2 separate regions of the Mus musculus genome follow, and region 2 is linked to region 1. The links are chromatin contacts, called in public promoter capture Hi-C maps. All regions are on one chromosome and are shown on one strand. The core of a region is the stretch at or near the end of the contact, and the rest is flanking DNA. Distances in the headings are between cores, read along the strand shown.

Region 1 (3,955 bases), core at 1,268-3,767:
CAGAGGACCTGGATTCAGTTCCCAGCACCCACGTGGTAGCTCACAACTGTCTGTAGCTCCAGCTGCAGGGAATATGATACCCTCTTCTAGCCTCCTCAGGTGCCAACACATGCACAGTGCACATAATAGACGTGCAGGAAAACACTCACACACGTGAAGTTTTTGTTGTTTTCTGGTTCTTGTGTTTTGGGTTTTCTTTGAGACCTGATCTCTTTGTTATATAGTCCTGATTGTCCTGGAACAATGTCCTCTGTAGACCAGGCTGGCCTCAAACTCCCATAGATCTGCCTGCCTCTGCTTTTCAAGTACTGGGGATAAAGACATGTGCTGGGGCTGGTGAGATGGCTCAGTGGTTAAGAGCACTGACTGCTCTTCCGAAGGTCCTGAGTTCAAATCCTAGCAACCACATGGTGGCTCACAACCATCCGTAACGAGATATGACTCCCTCTTCTGGTGTGCTACTACATACATCCAATTCAAAATAAATCTTATAAAAAACAGACAAACAAACCCAACTACCTGGTACAGAGCCGGAGAGAGCTGGTTCAGGGAGTAAAGGCACGAACCAGATGACCTGAAGTTTGATCCCCAAGGCCTACATGGTAAAAAGAATCAACCCCTGCATATTGTCCTCTAACCTCCACATAGGTGCCGTAGCACACACATACAGGCACACAACATAAATAGCTAAAAACGTTTAATGCTTTAATTTGAAAAACAAAATCTAAAATTGCTCAGTCAGGACTTGTATTGCTGAGACTTCACTCCTGTTGTACACATTCTCAGGTCAGGAACAATTACGGCTGCATTGTGATGTGCAATTGGATTGCCACCTAGCTCCGTCTCCTTCTCCCGGATTGCCATTGCCTTGCCACACCCCTCATCATCATCTCCAACTGGCCCAGTGGAACCCAGATCCCTGTGCATAACAGGGAGGTGCTCTACTGCTGAGTCACACCACCCCAGCATCCTTATCTCCGGTGACTACTTCCTTCCGCAGCTCCCACTCAGCATCTTCTGCCTGGGACTTCCCTGGTTTATTCCAAATCCCTTCTGCTGCTTCCCTGGTTTAGAGCAGACGAGCATCTGCTATGAGCTGGTTGGGGAACCAGAGGAGGACCTCAGCACTGAGCCAACTCACGAGGTTGGAACCAGCCACAACAGTCACCTGCGAGTGAGTGAAGACTGAGACCGGAGTTTTTACAGAATTAAGAAAACCACACTGCTCCCCTCCCTCTGACCCTCACCCTCCCGTACCCCTGCAGGAGAGAAGGAAAACCCATGGTCAGAGAAAAGAGGATTCTGTGTTTGGAGCCAGCCTGGGATACTTGAGACTCGAACTCAAAACCAGAGAACTGAAGATGTTGAATAGACATAGTTATCCATAGCAAATGGATATGCACAGATGAGACAAGCACAATGTAATAGACACACATGAATATTCAACATTAACCTTTTTTAAGAAGGAAATTCTGATGTACCTGAACACATTATGCTAAGTGAAGTAAGCCAGCCAAAAGAAACAAGCCCTCCATGAATCTACCTGCACGAGGAATCCATAGAGGTAAAGTTCACAGGGACAGAAAACAGCGGTGGTTGCTAGGAGATGGGGTTAGGTAATGGGGACTTATCATCTAGTGTGTTGGGAGCTTCAGTTGTGCAAGATGAGAAGTTGGTTGCACAACCATATGTTTTCTTGTTGCTAAGCCATATATGTAAAATTACTAAAATTCCACCTTTTATGTCACGTGTACCTTACTGTAAGAAACAAACAAACAAACAAACAAAACCAAAAACCCTTCTGTTTACTCACTCCACTCTGGCTGGTCCTTCTTAGCTTTTTCCCAGAGGTCTCGCCTGTTGATCGCAGCAAAGATCCACACAGCCATGGCCCAGGCCTTCTCCTCGCCATTGAAGTCAATCATGAGTGTGGCTAGATCCAAGTGATCTGCCTTCTCCATCTGGCCCCTGGGGACTGGGATACAGCCTTTCTCGGGCGGGTAATCTTCCAAATGCATTTTGAATTTCTTGAGGTCCACATCTTCAAGGTCCTCTAGATACTGAGCCAGCTTGCAACGGACACTCGTCATCTTCAGCAGCAGCCCTTTCGAGGGTCTCGGGGCTTAGGTCCACACTGGCAGTGCAGGAATGAAAACCCCATGGGAGTAAAGAAGAATGGTATTAAAAGTCTCCACTTCCAGAAAACGAAGTTATCAGAAACACAGGAAACTAGATGCTAATATTGAAACCTCTAAGGGTACCCCATAGATTGGTACAGGTTTTTAATGAATCACCATCTCTGACTTAGTAAGAACTGAGTAAGCCAAATGTTTACCAGAAAGTTCTCTTAGCTTGATCCAGACGTATGTCCTGAGCCATGGAAGAAAAGTTCCTCTGTAGAGATAAAAATAAGAAAGCCATTAACACAATCAGATGTGGTATACAGAGAACACGCATATACAAAGTCACCAGGACTCGTGTCTGACCAGAACCCATGGTGACGAGGCTAGGACCTGGGCACAGCCTTCACTGTTTCTCAACCTCAGCTTCCTCCTTCAGACACTGAGAAAGCAGAAGAGATTGCTTCCCGATTTCTTTTAATGGAAAGCCCTGGTTTCTTGCTTTTATTTTCAAAGGAAGGAGGAAGCCAGGAGAAAATAAGCTATAATAACCCCAGAGCACCAAGGTGAGGACTCACAGCCCAGACGGGCTGACAGCTAACCCTTCAGTGTTCCTCTATTTCCCACTGACAGACAGAACCCGATCAGGTGGAATTGTGTGCATATAAAGAGGAAGACTACATGCGTACATCGCTTTAACGGCTCTTTAACATCTCACATCTATAACGAGCATCGTGATTCACATTTAGTCAGAACTCTGGGCCTAGATGCTGCCCTGATTCTTTTTACTCTTCTCATCTAGTTTCTCCACTGAGGTGTGTAGGTTCCTTCTGCTGAGTGGTAGAGACACTAAGTGGCTTTCTCAGACTGAAGCCATAGATGGTAGAGGAAAGTGCCTGAAAGGTGGTGATGGCCTCCGAATTGATATTCATGTGACAGCAAGATGACATTGAAGGTGCCCCAAGCTCGATGTACCTGTCTCGTGTCCACTCTTGCATCTCCTCTCCCTGTCTCCTGCCGCACCTCACATCTTTCTGTCATCTCTAGTGTTCTTGCTGACTGCTGCCCCAGCTCCACAGATCCTCCTAGACTTTTGACCCCTCAGTTCCTAGTCTTTCCCAGGAGTTCTCAGCCCTCTGCCCCCTGCTGCTAAGACCTGCCACAACAGATTTGCTCTTTACATTAGCTGCCCCCTGGGCTTCCAGCACATTCCCCCCCTCACAGGCAGTCCACCCTCTGCCACCCTGAGTAGATGCTGTTTAAGTCCTAGGGAGCTATAATTGCTTCTTCTGTGAGCGCTCACGCGCACACACACCTCCCTAACATGCATGAACCACGTAACAGCAAACAGAACATCCCAGAAATACCTTAATGTTAGATGAGTCTAAAAGAAATTCCTTGTCTATTGACTAAGATAAATCATGCCATTAAAAATACCCTGGACCTTTTATCCACTCTGCTCCATGACATTGTACTCACCCAGATAGCAGCCTTGGGTACAAATAAAGGGGAAATGAGATAAATATATAGGGGTCACTGTGACACTGGAGACAGGAAGGATGTGGCTTCAAGACGTGAACAAGCTTGCATCACTGTCAAAGACGGATTGGCAGTTACTCATCTGGATGGATTTTCCAAACCCAAGCAATAGAGTTCTGAGTGTAAGCCTAAGCTGCAGACCAGAATTCCCGGGGGTTCCCTGCAGAAGCCTTTAGAAACAATGGGAAAAAGTGAAACCTCAGGGCTCAGCACAGGCAGCGAGCAGCTCAGTGAGGCCTAGGATCCCAGAGAGGGGGACATAAGCAGTGGCAAGCAGAACCAGTGTGTGGAGAGCT
Region 2 (4,333 bases), core at 798-3,297, 200 kb before region 1:
GTGTGGACATAAAGACATAAATGGACAGAGCCCAGAGTGGCCAGAAGCAGCAGTGGTAGTGGCACAGATCTCCAGAGAACTTGGCACGTGGCCTGGGCTCACCGTCATGGAGGATTCTGTGGACCTCCTGTCCAATGACTTGGCTCTTCGGTGTGGAGACAGGGGACAAGCATCTGAGAGAGGAGCTGTGGGGGCTTCGCTGGCAAAGTCCTGTGGCAGAGAGCAGCCACCCATCAGTACAGCTCAAGGCAGCCTGGGCACGCATGGGGACAACAAGTTGGGTAGTTCATCCCTCCTTGAGTGGGGCAGTGCTGTCTAGGCCCCACAGCAGGTTCTGGGATGACCCATGTCCTGGCATGCTTTGGTCAGTAGAGCAGCCTTTTCTTTGGATGCCTGGTTATCACTGGTCCCACCCAATTTTGCAGCTTCTCAGGTTACAGAAGACAGACAGCAGGCACCTCGTGAGCAACAAAGAAACTGGAAAGAAGATCTTGGGTACAGCAGGCCACAGAAGAGGCAGGTGGGCAAAAGGCTGGAGGAATCTGGGAGGAGGAGGAGGAGGAGGACGGCTGAGGTCTGATGGACCTTGTAGGCTAAGCAGAGAAACGAGGGTACAGCTTGCCACTCCAAAAACAAAAGAAGGAAAAAGGTATCATATTCGGCTTTGTTCCTGGGTGGCCTCAGTGGGAAGAAATTGTGCTAGTTACAACTGGGATCTAAAACTCATTGAAGCACCTTGTGGCACAGAAGGCTAACGCTGTAGGAGGGAGATGTGGAAGACAGGCTGATGCTCAAGAGGCTAACTGGAAAGGAACAGAGTAGAGGCCCAGAAGAAACATGTCCCTGGTATGTATGGGACTCAGAACATGTACGGCACTGTGTTCCCCAGACCCAAGCCATGCTGCCAAAGGCCCCACTTGGCCCCACACTGGAGCTCACCCGCTTTCTAGGGATGGCCCGTCTCTCACTGCGGCCCTGACGAGTGTCACTTGATGGAGTGGTCAGAATCAGCATGTTGGTTTCCATGTGCTCTGCTTTTTCAATGTCCAAGGCCTCAAATTTCTCAATTACCTGGGACCTCCTACAAAAGAGGACATGAAGCTGCTGAACTCGAGTCTCCCCGTTCCCAAGGTGGACTTCGTCTCAAGTCCAGTAGGGGCTCCTGTAGTCAGCTTGCACACCTGGCCTACCTCACTGGGCTCCAGTGTTAGCCTTTCTGTTAAACAAGTGAGGCACTGCTTACACAGTACTGATAGGACTTAGGGCACAGATTCAGTCTACTTGAGCTCCACTTTCCCCCATTCACGCTGGGCTGGAACAGCCATAGAACCTTTCCACACTGGGCCTGCACTGGCCCTGCTCCAACATTGGACTCATACAGCTTGGTACACCTTGGTAACCTCCCTGAGTCAGATACAATGAAGGACAACCACCACCTCCGCAAACATTGCACCCTCTAGTTATAATGCACCCCACAGTAGGGTGTTCAAAATTTAGCAAGATAAAAGCCCATGAATTAACAGTTTCTGCTAACATTAAAAGGAATCAAAATCAAAATAAAACAAAGCAGTTGATTTCATGTGAAAGGCCAGCGGCCTTGTCAGGCGGTCTGTGGCTGGGACGACGGAGCTGAGATGGAAGCGAAGCAGGTGGAGGAGGCGCGAACACAGCAGAGGGTGGAGAGGGCAAGACCTGAAAGAAAATAAGGCTGGGAAATGAATGAACAGAAAAAGACTGCTTTTAAAATTCAAATCATGATAAATCAAAGTTATCTAAGATTTAAAGCAGCAAACCCCAAGGTAATGGCTGAAGAGAGGAAACCCATAATTACCACATAGCCTAAGGAGTCCCCTTGAGGGATTAGGCAGAAGACTTGGGCTGCCTACCTGGGCTCTGAGAGCTGATTTCAACCTGCTGGGAGGATGGTCTCTTCTCACCAAACCTAAGGCCTGCTCTCCTAGGGACAGCCTACTCCCTCACAATGAGCGTGGGCGTGGCATGCATTCTGAACCAGTGGTGTGGAGCTGAGAGGAAGTGATAAAGGTCCCTTTCAGAAAGTTAAAATCTCTAATAGGCAAGAGGAAGTCATGGCCTAGAACCCAGGAACCTCTCTTTTCAGAGGTCACTACAAATCTTCCTTAACAGTTCCTTTCCTCAAGGGAGGTAAGAGGGCAAAGGCAGCCAGGGCTCAGGAGGGCTTGTGTGTGTTCTGCCTCCATACTCGGGGTCGTTAGAAGACTGGTGCTGGGTTAGCTTGCTGTGCCTATAGAGGCTGAGGTGAGGAGACTGGCTGGGAAAGCAGTGAGCTAAGCAGCTGCTGGCTGCCAGGTAGAGGAAAATCTTTTAAGTGCAGCCAAGGTGTCCTGTATAGCTAGACTGCTGCAGAAGAGCTGGACACCACCATCCCAGGGCCGCTGTTTCTTCTCGGGCTGAGAGCACTGTATCTGGCTAGAGTACTTCAAGGCCCCAGGATAGTAGGAGGGCTGTGCCAGGCCAGACTGGCACCATGGAATATAGGTTTATAGGGTTCCAAGCAGAGTAGTTAGCATGAGAAACTACTTGCTTGGGGGGACTTGCTATAGCTGCTTGACAGAGATGCTGCCAAGACATGATGAGACCAGGAGCTTGGGCAACCTCTGCATATAGCTAGTTCTCTGTGGCTAAGTTGGTGTTTCTGAAACAATAGAGGTGACAGAGTAGCTTCACTCAAGCTACTCTGACAAGGTGGAGAGGTCAGAGTTCCATTAGCTTTCTGTTAGTCACTAAAAGTGTTATAAGGATCTCCACACTTAGCAGACACAGGTCTAAGAACCTCCTATAAGAACTCCTTCAAAGGCTCAGAAGTCTCAAGAGCAAATTCCAAGCTCAGGGCTGCTGGTACTCAGGTAGGGTTGCTTACTGGCTTACTGAAGTTTTCCAAAAGTAACCCTGAGGTTTTCAACTTCCTTACTGTGTGGCAGGTCTGTCTTGGCTACAGTAACTCAATGCAAAGTAACTGGCATCTTGTCACTCTAACTTATCAGAGACCAGGATCCAGTCCAGCACCAGGTGGACTACTTGGGCCTCAGATAGCAGTCCTCAAAGAGCAACACCAACCAGCAAGATCATTCAGGAAGGGATAGTTACAGGGTTAATGTGCAGAAGTAGTCCAGGCACCAACACCAGCTGAGAATCATCCCCATAGTGGTGAAGAACATGCAAGAACAAAGCCTAGAGACTGCATCTATCTCAGGCAGGTAGACAAGAATGCATTCAAAATTAACATCTCTGACAAGGAGCCTAGCCAAGCAGGTGGGCAAAATGTTAACTCTGGCCTGCCACTAAACGTAAAGCATAGTTGACCCCATTTTGGAACCATCAGAATTAGCCTGCTCAGCAGCCAGCGCAAACCTGCCCCTGCCCACCCTGAAGGCCTCCTTAATGGTTAACAAGACCTTTCATTTCTGCTACCCACATGCTTTAGAAGGACATCAGGAGCTCTGATGCTGGTTCCTATCATAGAATCAGAGACTTCCTGCTGAAGGCCCACCCACTAGCTGTTATTCACCATGAGGGATGGGGGTCACCCAAGTTTTCACATCCTTGAAGCAAGGGTAAGAGTAACAGGTGCTTTCCTGAGCCACTGTTGGACTGTGAAGATTGACGATTATATGGAATACCAGGGAGCACTTAGTGTCCACTGTCTTCCTGAGGGTCCATAGGCCATTTGAAACAAGCTGGGTTGGGTGTCAACTAACTGAGTTGAGAAAAGGGGACAAGAGAAAGTCCTCCCTAATCTCATCCTGCCCTCAACACCTGACTGAACTTCAGCCTGCACTCAGGGCAGGGAAGACACTGCAGATATTTCTGGAGTTGCCTTTCTGAATAGAGGACTTCTTTGTAAAGCTAATGAAAGCAGTGCTCCCACCCACAGCAAAGCACACAGATGTGCTTTTAAACTCTCCTGGGGGCAGCCATGGATCTTTAGAAACCTGTCTGGTGTTAAGCAAGAAACCTGGCCTGGACACAAAACACAGCTCAGAGATATGGTAGAGAATCAGAGGGGGACTCACGGGTAGAACATTCCCTAGTCCTCAAGCTTGGTACTTTGGGGCAAAAGAAAAGCAGGTAGGGCCTTATCTTTCCAGCAGTAAGTACTCTATCTCTGCCACTGGTGGGAAGCCTTTCAGCAAAACCCAGAGGTTTTATAAAAGTGGCAGCTGAGACACACAGCAGCTTTTCTGGCTGCCTCTTGCATCTTGGTGGGAAGGATCTATGCTGCCCCCTCACTTTCCTGTATCTTGGAATCTCTTCAGTGCCCTCTGACAACTGCAGAACTGTCAGCATGAGGAGG

What was found. Capture Hi-C pulls out chosen DNA fragments and counts their contacts.
Region 2: a contact with region 1 is called in a promoter capture Hi-C map of adipose tissue. The contact joins the promoter of 1700007J10Rik here to the promoter of Nlrp3 in region 1. A contact is called at or near these places in 16 of 39 promoter capture datasets (3T3-L1-derived adipocytes, the C10 cell line, the HPC-7 cell line and 8 more), 5 of 15 datasets of contacts at CTCF or cohesin (the NIH/3T3 cell line, embryonic stem cells, large pre-B cells and 1 more), 61 of 484 Hi-C or Micro-C datasets (3T3-L1-derived adipocytes, the AML12 cell line, B cells and 36 more), 7 of 115 datasets of contacts at active chromatin or transcription factors (T-cell acute lymphoblastic leukemia, astrocytes, bone marrow-derived dendritic cells and 3 more) and 3 of 9 other capture datasets (adipose tissue, liver and pancreatic islet).

What each region holds. Positions count from the first base shown.
Region 1 is chr11:59,541,248-59,545,202 of GRCm38.p6, reverse strand. It overlaps Nlrp3 (NLR family, pyrin domain containing 3), which reads right to left and starts at 2,517. Exons shown (of 10, transcript NM_145827.4): 1 at 2,336-2,517; 2 at 1,814-2,134. The coding sequence starts at 2,090.
Region 2 is chr11:59,737,868-59,742,200 of GRCm38.p6, reverse strand. 1700007J10Rik (RIKEN cDNA 1700007J10 gene) reads left to right here and starts at 2,047. Exons shown (of 6, transcript NR_045476.1): 1 at 2,047-2,163. It overlaps Mprip (myosin phosphatase Rho interacting protein), which reads right to left. Exons shown (of 24, transcript NM_001368931.1): 8 at 940-1,081; 9 at 103-210.